Linked DNA regions of Callithrix jacchus: region 1 is linked to region 2. The links are chromatin contacts, called in public Hi-C maps. All regions are on one chromosome and are shown on one strand. Each heading gives the region's core, a stretch centred on a gene start, on an enhancer-like site or on the middle of the called end of the contact. The rest is flanking DNA. Distances are from core to core; before and after follow the strand shown. Region 1 holds the start of UBALD2 (UBA like domain containing 2). Region 2 overlaps RNF157 (ring finger protein 157).

Region 1 (5,322 bases), core at 878-3,377, 47 kb after region 2:
GGGTAGACCCTCCTACTCACGGCCCTGACATGCTTGACACCTGCAAGTACTTGTGAGAACCTGGAGCTCCGCAGTGACAGTACTTCCTTGTTCTGGGCTGCTTGCGGCCTCAGCTCCCTGGCAACGTGTGCTGCCGGCTGCTCACTTTTGTTTTCACCTTGCAATTACTGGACTGGAAGGCTGCAAGCTGTATTGGACTCTCCAGCCAGTCGCCAGATCCCAGCCCATGTGTACTTCAGGGCATCCAAGTGCAACCACGGCAATTCCCAGGAAAGAGCTGACTCCTACTCCTTCAAAACAAACAAACAAAAAACTAAATGGAATGAGCTCATTATAGTACCTGAATTTGTTTTTCATCAGTACAGAAACATTAACGTTAGTTGTAATCTTCTTGTTTGTAAACTTTAAAAATACATATTGTCAAGTTTTCTTACATGGAGACTTAAATCCAATTTAGGCAAAGTCAAGATAGAACCACAGTGTGCTTTCTTATTATAAGCCTCCTTCTGTTCTGCATACCTTTAACTAGTTAAAATATACTCTGTAATTAGTAGTTCGGATCAAAAACTAAGTTCTCCTGAAACAGAAACTCTAACAGTGAATCCTTAACAATGTTTATCTCCCTAATCTCTTCTGCCCCTTCCCCAATCTGCTTAAACTCCTAGTTCTTTTCCTACCCCTACAATTCCCAAACACAGCCCTGAAGATCAAACCCTAATCCAGAAGATGGAAGCTCAGCACATATAAACACATTTGGGGCCGAGCATGGTGGCTCACATGTGTAATCCCTGTGCTTTGGGAAGCTGAGGCAGGAGAATCACTTTAGTTCAGGAGTTCAAGACCAGCCTAGAAAACATAGTGAGACCTCATCTCTACTAAAAATTCAAAAATTAGTCAGGCATGGTGGTGTGTGCCTGTAGTCCCAGCTACTCAGGAGGCTGAGGCAAAGAGGATCACTTGAGGCTTCGGTGAGCCATGAGCATGGCACTCCGACCCTGTCTCAAAAACAACAGCAGCAACCACATTTTGGGCTTTAAAGGGCTACGACTGAGAAAAAGTATCTGTGTAGAAACCCTCACTGTTTTTTATTGTTTATTTTTATTTTGTAACAGTGGAGTCTGTGCTATGTTGCCCAAACTGGTGTTGAACTCCTGGCCTCAAGTTATCCTCCTGTCTCAGCCTCCCAAAGTGCTGGGATTATAGGTGTAAGCCACCCCAAACCTAGACTCCACCCATTGTTTTTTAAAAATATGGTAAAAATTAAAGCTTCATCTTAGCTTTCGTGACAAGCAAGAGATAAAAAAAAGAAATGAAAGCTTCAGTTAGGTCAACTGATTCAACCAGAAAAAAATCCTTGGCTTGGGATATTGGTCACTGAGAAAGTCTCACTTTTTCCCTTGCATATCAAATTTATTGTGCATAAATCTTGGCTTCCATCTTCAGAGAGCAAAGTCTTTGGTCTAAAAACGTAGGGAAAGACTGCTCGATCCTTGTGGTGGGTAGTGATTAAAAGAGGGGAGGATGAGGATTCTTAGGGTGCAGGTAATGTTCTGTTAATTAATCTGGGTGTTCACTTGATGAAAAGTCTGGAAGCTGTACCTGCGACATCGCACTTTCCTAATATACATTATATTTCAATCAAATATTTTTTTAGAACAAATTGGACTGCTTTAAAGTTATTTTAAAAATTACATGCTTTTGATGCTCTTGAGACTTGAGCAGCTGCAAAGGTTCTGTTTTCTATTTTGATCATTCTGTTTCTCGAGATGACCACATCTTTCAGAGGAAATGAGTCAAAGCCACTCGGTCTTGCTTTTCCAGCTGAGCATGTTCTGTTTCAATGAAGTAATGAATGAACTTGGCAGCACCACCCCCTAGCCTACAACAGCAAACAGAGGGCCCTTGGCCAATCAGCAGGCACTCTGGGTTTTCAAGTTGAGTTCAAACAGGACCGTGGGAGGCCAATCAATACCTTCGGCCCCGCCCCGAACGCCCGGCTGTGGCCAATCACGAGGCCAGATGAGCCAAAACACAGCGGCCAGCCAATGCCGGGAGCCCCACGGTGCCGAGCTCCGCCAATGGGCGCGGCCGGGCGAAAAGAGAAACAGTGCGGGCCCCGCAGGCCGCAGGATTCGAATCGAACGTCCTTACGGGAGCCTGGCGCTGGCGGAGCGGCGCGCCGGCCAATCAGCGGCGGCTCCCGAACGTTGGGTCGCCCCGGCCCCGCCCCGCACTGTTGTTTGTGGTTCGGCCGGGCCGCGGGAGCCGAACCACAACATTCGCCTGGCGGGCGGCGGCGGCGGCGGCGGTGAGCGCGAGCCACGGAGCCTAGGGCGGCTGGCCTCCCGCGCCCGCTCAGCCCCGCGTCTGCGTCCGGCCAGAGCCGCCGGGCCCCGCGCCGCGCCATGTCGGTGAACATGGACGAGCTGCGGCACCAGGTCATGATCAACCAGTTCGTGCTGGCCGCGGGCTGCGCGGCCGACCAGGCGAAGCAGCTGCTGCAGGCGGCCCACTGGCAGTTCGAGGTGCGAGCCCGGCCGCGGGGGTCGGGGACGCCGGGCGGCGGCGGTGGGGGCGGGGAGCGCTCCTGTCGGCGGCCGGGAAGCCGAGCGGCGACAGCGAGCCGGTCTCACGCGGGTCCGGGGCTGGGGCCGGGGATGGCTCCCTCTGCACGTGGGGCAGCCGAGGATCTGGAGCTGCGGGCCCGGCACGGAGGCAGGGGGAGCCGGTGGGGGGCCGGGCCGGGCCGCTGCGCTTCCTGCTAACGCCGGGTCCGGTTGCCACTACCCTGTTTGTCCGCAGACCGCGCTGAGCACGTTCTTCCAAGAAACCAACATTCCCAACAGCCACCACCACCACCAGATGGTAAGCGGCGGCGGGCAGGGGCGCGGGCCGGGGCCGCTGTCAGCGCGGCAGTGACAGCCATGTTGCCGGGGAGCGCCGCGCCGCGAATGTAAACAAAGAGCCAAAATGTCTTCCAGGAAAGAGCGGCTCCTGGGCCGGCGGTGGCGCTTCCAACTTTGGGGCCCGCCTCTCGGGCTGCTGCTGCTTAGCCTCGGGACTGGTGCCCAGCACTGGGCCCTGGGGGGAAGGGGCGCCAGAGTTGGTGGTAGAAGGGAGGGGGAGAGGGCCGGGGGCCTGGCGAGGGGCTCGGGAGCTGGGGGACCCTAGGGCCAGGGGATGGGGAGGGGGCTCGGATGATGCCCAGACTTCTGGGGAACTGGGAAACCCGGACGAAGGGCCCAGGGAGGGCGCTGGGGTTGTTTGTGTTTATGGGGAGCCCCTCGTGCTGTTGAGTGGCAGTCCCCCTCCCCCTCCACACACACACCCAATGCTACTGGGAACAGGAAAGGCACGAATCCACCCTGGCTCAGGAAGCCGGGCTCTACCCACAAAGATCTGTTCACCCTTCTGAAGCCCAAGGGGACTGGGAAGTTGGAAGGACATACATCCCCCAAGCCAGGAGGACACACAAATTTTGACCTAAGATAAGGCCAGGAATGTGCCTTTAATCTCAGTGTGTCGAGCTCCACCAGCCCAGCACACAGAGAAATGGCCCCGGTCTGGATTTGCTTTAACTCTGGCCCAGGCCCCAGCCTTTGCCCTCCTGGCCATGGGGTACCCTGCTTTCTTGAGGCCAAGGACATCCCTCCTCTATCCTACCCCCCTAGTTACCTATTAGCCCTGCTGGGGGAGGAGGGGCTGGGCTCAGCGATAGGGATCTGAAAACATTGTTCCCCAGGAAGGCTGTTGTGGCTTCTAGGGTGAATTTTTGGCGTTTTTAACACTTGGTGTCCTTGCGCTTGGCTCTCTGTTTTCATCTAGTCACCGAGGACAAGTAGAGGGATCCATCTTGACCATTTAAACTAGTTTTTCTCTTAGAATGGCTGATGCTGTATATGAATCAAGTAAAAATAGCATTTGAGTATGATTTGGGCATGGCACTGGCCACAGGGCTCTTAAAAACACGAGAGGATTTGGTCTCCAGGAGACACCCTCCCCTGCACTTGACCATGAGAAATCTCCAGCTCCCACATGTGCTTGAGCCTTGAAGCTCCCTGCCATCTCCTGTCAGAGGGCCCCTGAGGTTTCCCCCCACCAGCTGTGGCCATTTCAAAAAGCTCAGAACTTCCAGATACTGCAGCCATTCGGAGGGGCCAGGGACAGAGAGGCTCCCCAGGGAGAGCTGGTGTGGCCTCCTGTTTAGTTCCTCCTGTCCCCTGCAAATCCCAAGGAGATGGTAAGTCCCTTTGGAAGCATCCCTCAAGGAAGGCGGCAGGTTTTGTAACACATAAGCAGTGTGTCCATCAGTGCCCAAGTGTGAGTGCCTCAGCCTCAGGGTTGAGGATACTGTCCCTGCTCTCAAAAAGTTCGTGTTTTTTTTCATCTAATTTTATTTTTGACAAAGGGGCGGGGTGGGGGGAGTCTCTCTGTGTCACCCAGGCTGGTCTCAAACTCCTGGCCTCAAGTGATCCTCCAGTTCAGCCTTCCAAAGTGCTGGGATTATTATAGGTGTGAGCCACCACACCCAGTTAGCAATGTCTTTCTTTCTTTCTTTTTTATTTTTGAGATGGAGTTTTGCTCTTGTTGCCCAGGCTGGAGTGCAGTGGTGTGATCTTGGCTCACTGCTACCCCCGCCTCCTGGGTTTAAGCGGTTCTCCTGCCTCAGCCTCCCCAGTAGCTGGGATTACAGACATGCACCACCATGCCTGGCTAATTTTGTATTTTTAGTAGAGACGAGGTTTCTCCATGTTGGTCAGACTGGTCTCAAACTCCTGACCTCAGGTGATCAGGCCTGCCTCAGGCTCCCAAAGTGCTGGGATTACAGGTGTGAGCCACCCGGCCTGGCAATTTGTTTTAGACAAAAGAAATCAAAAGAAAAATTTTAAACAAAAAATAAAACACTAGAGACCAGTAACAGCAAAATGGGAAAACCAGAAATCATGAGTAATTGACAAATGATTGTCCCATAGATTAATGCAGATTCCCACAGGTGGAGGAAGCTTCCGAGTTGATCAGGAGTGTTTCCCAGTTGGAAGTGGAGAAAAGCACAACAGACTTGAAGTGGGTGCAGGGGACACTGGGTTCTCTTGAGAACTGGCCAAGGGGGCTTTGAGCATCTGGTTCAAAATCCTGATTTGGCAGAAGCAGAGAAAAGCTTCAGAGAGGATCAAGAACTTGCCAGAGCTCACACAGGCAGGCCAACACAGGCCTGCAGCCATCATCGAGGTGTTCTCTGGTGGCTGTTTGAGGAGACAGGCCTTGCTGCCTTGGGGAACTGGGGAAGTCGGTCACGATGCCATGATGCAATTGGCCTCCACC
Region 2 (5,589 bases), core at 1,348-3,847:
TTTTCTTTTTTTGAGATGGAGTCTTGCTCTGTCACCCAGTCTGGAGCGCAATAGTGTGATTTCGGCTCACTGCAACCTCTACCTCCTGGGTTCAAGCAATTCCCCTGCCTCAGCCTCCCAAGTAGTTGGGATTACAGGCACCCGCCATCACCCCAGGCTAGTTTTTGTAAAGATGGGGTTTCATCATGTTGGCCAGGCTGGTCTTAAACTCCTGACCTCAGGTGACCTGCCTGCCTTGGCCTCCCAAAGTGCTGGGATTATAGGTGTAAGCCACCACGACCAGTCTATAAAAACTTCTAAATAGTCATGGCTCTTCAGATATGAACCCAATTTGCCTTTCCGGTCTCAACTGCAACCAGCATCCCTCACAGTCCAACCTTATGGACTACTGACCACTCTGAGCACCCAAAGCACACTTTAGTATCTTCATGCTTCCTTGTGTTGCTTATTAATTAATCCTGCCTCAGACACCTCCCCTCTTCTCTCCTAGGAAATCCTGCTTATCCCTCCAGGCTAAAGGAGTCAACTCCGAGAAGCCCCTGCCCTGGATAGAGGGCATCCCCACTGACCTGTGCTCCAGAGCACTCTGGTCCTCTCTTGTAGAACCTATCACAGTCCCTCGCAGGGTGGACACATCAGCTGCCCCACTCTGCAGCAAGCCTCTTCAGGTCAGAAGTCATGTCTTTTCATATCTGCATTCCTAGTTCTCAGCACAGTTTCTGACTCATAAATATTTGTGGAATGAATGAATGGCACTGGGACTAACAGAATAATGTTCCTTTTTAGCCACAAAGCTCTATATGTGCAAAACCCTATGTCACAAATGGATATACTGTCGAGTTCCTTTGAATAACTTGTTCTTCCTGACACATGTAATAAAAGGGTTCAATTTACAAAAACTAAATTTGAGTACAACTTTTGGTATATCTGTACTAGAAAAAAGACGAAAAGTACATTCTGTATGCATCTTATTTCTTTTATTTTTCCTTTTTTTTTGAGACTGAGTCTCACTCTACCACCCAGGCTGGAGTACAGGAGTGTGATCTTGGCTCGCTGCAACCTCCACATCCTGGGTTCAAGCAATTTTCCTGCCTAGGCCTCCTGAGTAGCTGGGATTACAGGTGCCTGTCACCATGTAATCGACTAATTTTTGTATTTTTAGTAGAGATGGGGTTTCATCATGTTGGCCAGGCTGGTCTTTAACTCTTGACCTCAAGTAATGCGCCCACCTTGGCCTCCCAAAGCGCTGGGATTACAGGTGTGAGCCACCACGCCTGGCCTCTTTCTTTCTTTTCTTTTTTTGTTTTTTTTTGAGACAGGGTCTTGCTCTGTCACTTAGGCCAGAGTGCAGTGGCACAATCATGGCTCTCACTGCAGCTTTGACCTCTTGGGCGCAAGCAGTCCTCTAGCCTCAGCCACCAAAGCAGCTAGGAATACAGGTGTGTACCACCATCCCAAGCTAACTTTTTTTTTTTGTGGAGTCAGTGTTTTGCTATGCTGTCCAGGCTGGTCTCAAACTCCTAGGCTCAAGTGATCCTTCTGCTTCACTTGAAGGATCAAATTATGGGAATAGGTAAAAGCCACCATGCCTGGCACATTTTAGTTTTTAAAATAATGCCAGCAGCCAGCAGTGGTGGCTCATGCCTATAATCCCAACACTTTGGAAGGCCAAGGTGGGCAGATCATGAGGTCAACTGATCGAGACCATCCTGGCCAACATGATGAAACCCTGTCTCTACTAAAAATACAAAAATTAGCTGGACGTGGTGGTGCAGGTCTGTAGTCCCAGCTACTCAGGAGGCTGAGACAGGAGAATCGCTTGAACCCAAGAGGCAGAGGTTGCAGTGAGCTGAGATGGCGCCACTGCACTCCAACATGGTGACAGAGTGGACTCTGTCTCAAAAAAAAAAGAAAAAACAATAATGCCAGCTGTGTAGCCCTCGTTTCCGGGAGCATGAGGAAGAAGGAGCTGTCAATGGGGCCCTGCTACAGAACATACAAGAGGAAATGGACTATTAGGGGCAAGGCTAAAACTCAACTACTTTCTTTATAAAATGAGAGGAACGGTTTGAACTTCTGTCTACAAAAGGCAGGTAGAGGCAGGGCACAGTGGCTCATACCTATAATCTCAGTATTCTGGGAGGCCAAGACAGACAGATTACTTGAGCGAAGGAGTTTGAGACCAGCCTGGACTATATAGTAAGACACTGTCTCTATAAAAAATTAAAAAAAAAAAAACAAAGAGGCCGGGCGCGGTGCCTCACGCCTGTAATCCTAGCACTTTCGGAGGCCAAGGTGGGTGGATCACATGAGGTCAGGAGTTTAAGACCAGCCTGGCCATCATGGTGAAGCCCCATTTTAAAAAGAAAATAGCCAGGCATAGCAGTGCATGCTTGTAGTCCCAGCTATTGGAGAATCTGAGGTGGGACAATCACATGAGCCTAGGAATTCCAGGCTGCAGTGAGCTGTAGCTGCGCCACTGTACCCTAGCTTGGGTAACAGGGCAAGACCCTGTCTCAAAAAGAAAAAAAGGGCAGATAGGAAGGAGTCAAGGCATTACTTGATATTCTGACAATCCTAATTTCACTAAGCCTCTAAATAACTTAGAGTTTTGGCAGTAAGTGTCTCAACAAAACAAGATCCAACTCAATAAAGGAGCAGAAAAGTAACACTAGCTCTTCCACCACATAGGAAGGAAAGAGATGGCCTTTATTTAACATTTTATAACTGATTCACAGATACCTTATTTCCTCTGTATAAGGAACCAGAGCAGAAAGACCTTCAGAAGCCTAGTTTACTACTTAAGATAGTACGTAAAAACCAGTGAAGAGGCTGGGTGCAGTGGCTCATGCCTGTAATCCCAGAACTTTGGGAGGCTGACGTGGGTGGATTGCCTGAGGTCAGGAGTTCGAGACAAGCCTGGCCAACATAGTGAAATCCCATCTCTGCTAAAAATATAAACAATTAGCTGGGTGCTGCGGCAGGCACCTGTAATCCCAGCTACTAGGGAGGCTGAGGCAGGAGAATCACTTAAACTCGGGAGGTTGAGGTTGCAGTAAGCCAAGATCTCGCCATTGCACTCCAGCCTGGGCAACAACTCCATTTCAAAAACAAACAAACAAAGAAACCAGTGAAGATCCCTCTACCTAGAACGATAAACAGCTGTAGAAATAACTCACTGGAAAGGGAGCAAGTATAGCTAACATTGCTGCATGCTGCTTTTTGTCCAGCAATTCCAAGGCATCTTCCAAGCATTACATTCTTCTAAAGTCAGAACTGTCTCCATGTTACAAGTAGGTAATTTGAGTGCCTGAGTGATACATTTGCCAAGGTTACAAAGAGTTTAATGGTAAGATATAAATAAAACTTGAAATCTAGATTCCAACTGTCTTCCACCACACACACACACACACACACACACACACACACACATGCACACACACACATAGTTTCTTTAAATCTGACCCTTAAGACTTGATAGTAAATTTGGCTTTGGGCCAGGTTTGGTGGCTCACGCCTGTAATCCCAACACTTTGGAATGCCGAGGCAGGGAGACTGCTTGACACCAGGAGATTGAGATCAGTCTGGGCAATAAACCAAGACCCTATCTCTACAAAAAAATTTAAAAAACTGGCCCAGTGAGCAGCATGCACCTGCGGTCCCAGCTACGCAGGAGACTGAGGCAAGCAGATCATTTGAACCCAAGAGTTTGAGGCTTCAGTGAGCTATGATCACGCCACTGCACTCCAGCCTGGGTGATAGGATGAGACCCTAGCTCTAGAGGGAAAAAAAACTGGCTTTAATGGATTATCCTAAGAGGTAGATCTGTGGTGTGAAGCTCAAATAATACACTTTTTAGTCTGCTCTTTCAGAAATGACAGGAAATTCCAGAAGCCAGGAAGTCTATGGCATTTATACCTTAATATAACAATTAATTTTATACAAATAATTTCACTACCCACATTCATTCTCTCTGCAAAGAGGAGCCACTCTTGCTGCATGCTGCTGGATGGCTTTAAAAGGTTGTTCTCTTTCGCACTCCTCTGTAACCTAACACTCAGGTACTGACACCCAAGATCTTTTGCTAGAGAGTGGAAGTCAGCTGTTTAGAACTCAAGCTACATGTCAATCTTCAATCTCTGGGCCCTCCCCTAAACAAGCCTGTTGTGCAGTAATGGTAAAACCCAGAGGTCAGCTCAGCAGATGGAATTACACATGGAATACGAACTCTGACAAGGCGCTCCAAGAGAACATATCACTGCCATTAGTTCTACTTTTATTTATTTATTGAGACAGATTCTTGCTCTGTTGCTGAAGCTGCAGTGATCATAGCTTATTGAAGCCTTGGCCTCCTGGGCTCAAGCAATCTTCCCACCTCAGCCTCCTGAGTAACTGGGACTAGAGGCATGCACCACCATGCCTATTTTTTTAATTCTATATTTTGTAGCGATGAGGGTCTTGCTATGTTGCCCAGGCTGGTCTTCAACTTCTAGGCTCAAGAGATCCACCAGCCTCGGTCTCCTGAGCAGCTGGGACTGTAGGTGTGAGCCACTGCACTGGCCTCATTGCACTTTTAGATATCTATCAATATTTCAGAAACTGCACTTGAAGATCTACACAGTGGACTCACAAACAGGATGTGGGCAGAGTTCCTGAGTACACCTGACCTGACTAGCAAAAATGGCAGAGTGGCTTAGTCTCTGGATCCAGACTGCTGGGTTCCAATCCTGATCCCTTACAGGCTGTGCAGTCTTTATTTAAACTCTGTGCCTCATGTTCTTTACCTGTCGGATGAAGACCTTCCTCATTATGATGTGAGGACAAAATGAGATAACACAGATAAAAAGCTTAGAACAATTAGCCCTGGCAAAAATTAGGTGTTCAAATGTTAGCCATTATTATTATCAAATAACCTGTGGGGAAAAGAAAAGAGAAACATGCTGCATTTATTCTCTATACTACATTTCTATGTGGCTATATAAAGTTCTCTGATTTGCTTTCCTAATATAAAACTGTCTTTTATTTTTATTTTTTTAGACTTTTAAAAATTTCACTCCTTATAAAACCATAAAATTATGTCTTTTTAAGATATTCGCCGGGCATGGTGGCTCACACCTGTAATCCCAACACTTTGGGAGGCCGAGGTGGGTGGATCACCTGAGATCAGGAGTTCAAGACCAGCCTGGCCAACATGGTGAAACCCGATCTCACTTGATCTTAGCCAAAAGGCTGAGAAGTGATATGAAACCCCATCTCTACTAAAAAAATACAAAAATAGTTGGGCGTGGTGGCAGGCACCTGTAATCCCAGCTACTCAGAAGGCTGAGACAGGAGAATCACTTGAGCCTGGGAGACTGAGGTTGCAATGAGCTAAGATCACGCCGCTGCACTCCAGCCTGGGCGACAGAGTGAGACTCTGTCTCAAAAAAAAAAAAAAAAAAAAATTTCATTTGTTCTGTGCAACATTAAGCACACTTGATTACTACATAAAAGCAACAAGAAAAACTCAAATGTTGATGTTCCTTTTTTAAAAAATGGCATTTATTTGTTGATTGATTAAGATGGAGGAGTCTTGCTATGTTGCTCAAA

Evidence for each region. Hi-C and Micro-C count contacts between places; a contact is called where the count stands out from the background.
Region 1: a Hi-C map of skeletal muscle shows a contact between it and region 2, with 1.9 times the contacts expected there. The contact joins the promoter of UBALD2 here to the enhancer-like site in region 2. A contact is called at or near these places in 2 of 3 Hi-C or Micro-C datasets (both in skeletal muscle).

The regions. Positions count from the first base shown.
Region 1 is chr5:132,158,882-132,164,203 of calJac240_pri, forward strand. It overlaps UBALD2 (UBA like domain containing 2), which reads left to right and starts at 2,128. Exons shown (of 3, transcript XM_008997776.5): 1 at 2,128-2,525; 2 at 2,803-2,865. The coding sequence starts at 2,406.
Region 2 is chr5:132,111,199-132,116,787 of calJac240_pri, forward strand. All of the region lies in intron 2 of RNF157 (ring finger protein 157), which reads right to left. Among named protein-coding and RNA genes, the nearest start is that of RNF157, 24 kb to the right of the region's middle. Within about 2 kb of position 2,598, at least 1 of the 16 cell types and tissues checked has an H3K27ac peak or open chromatin away from gene starts, as enhancers often do. A contact at or near this core is called in skeletal muscle, where this site is marked.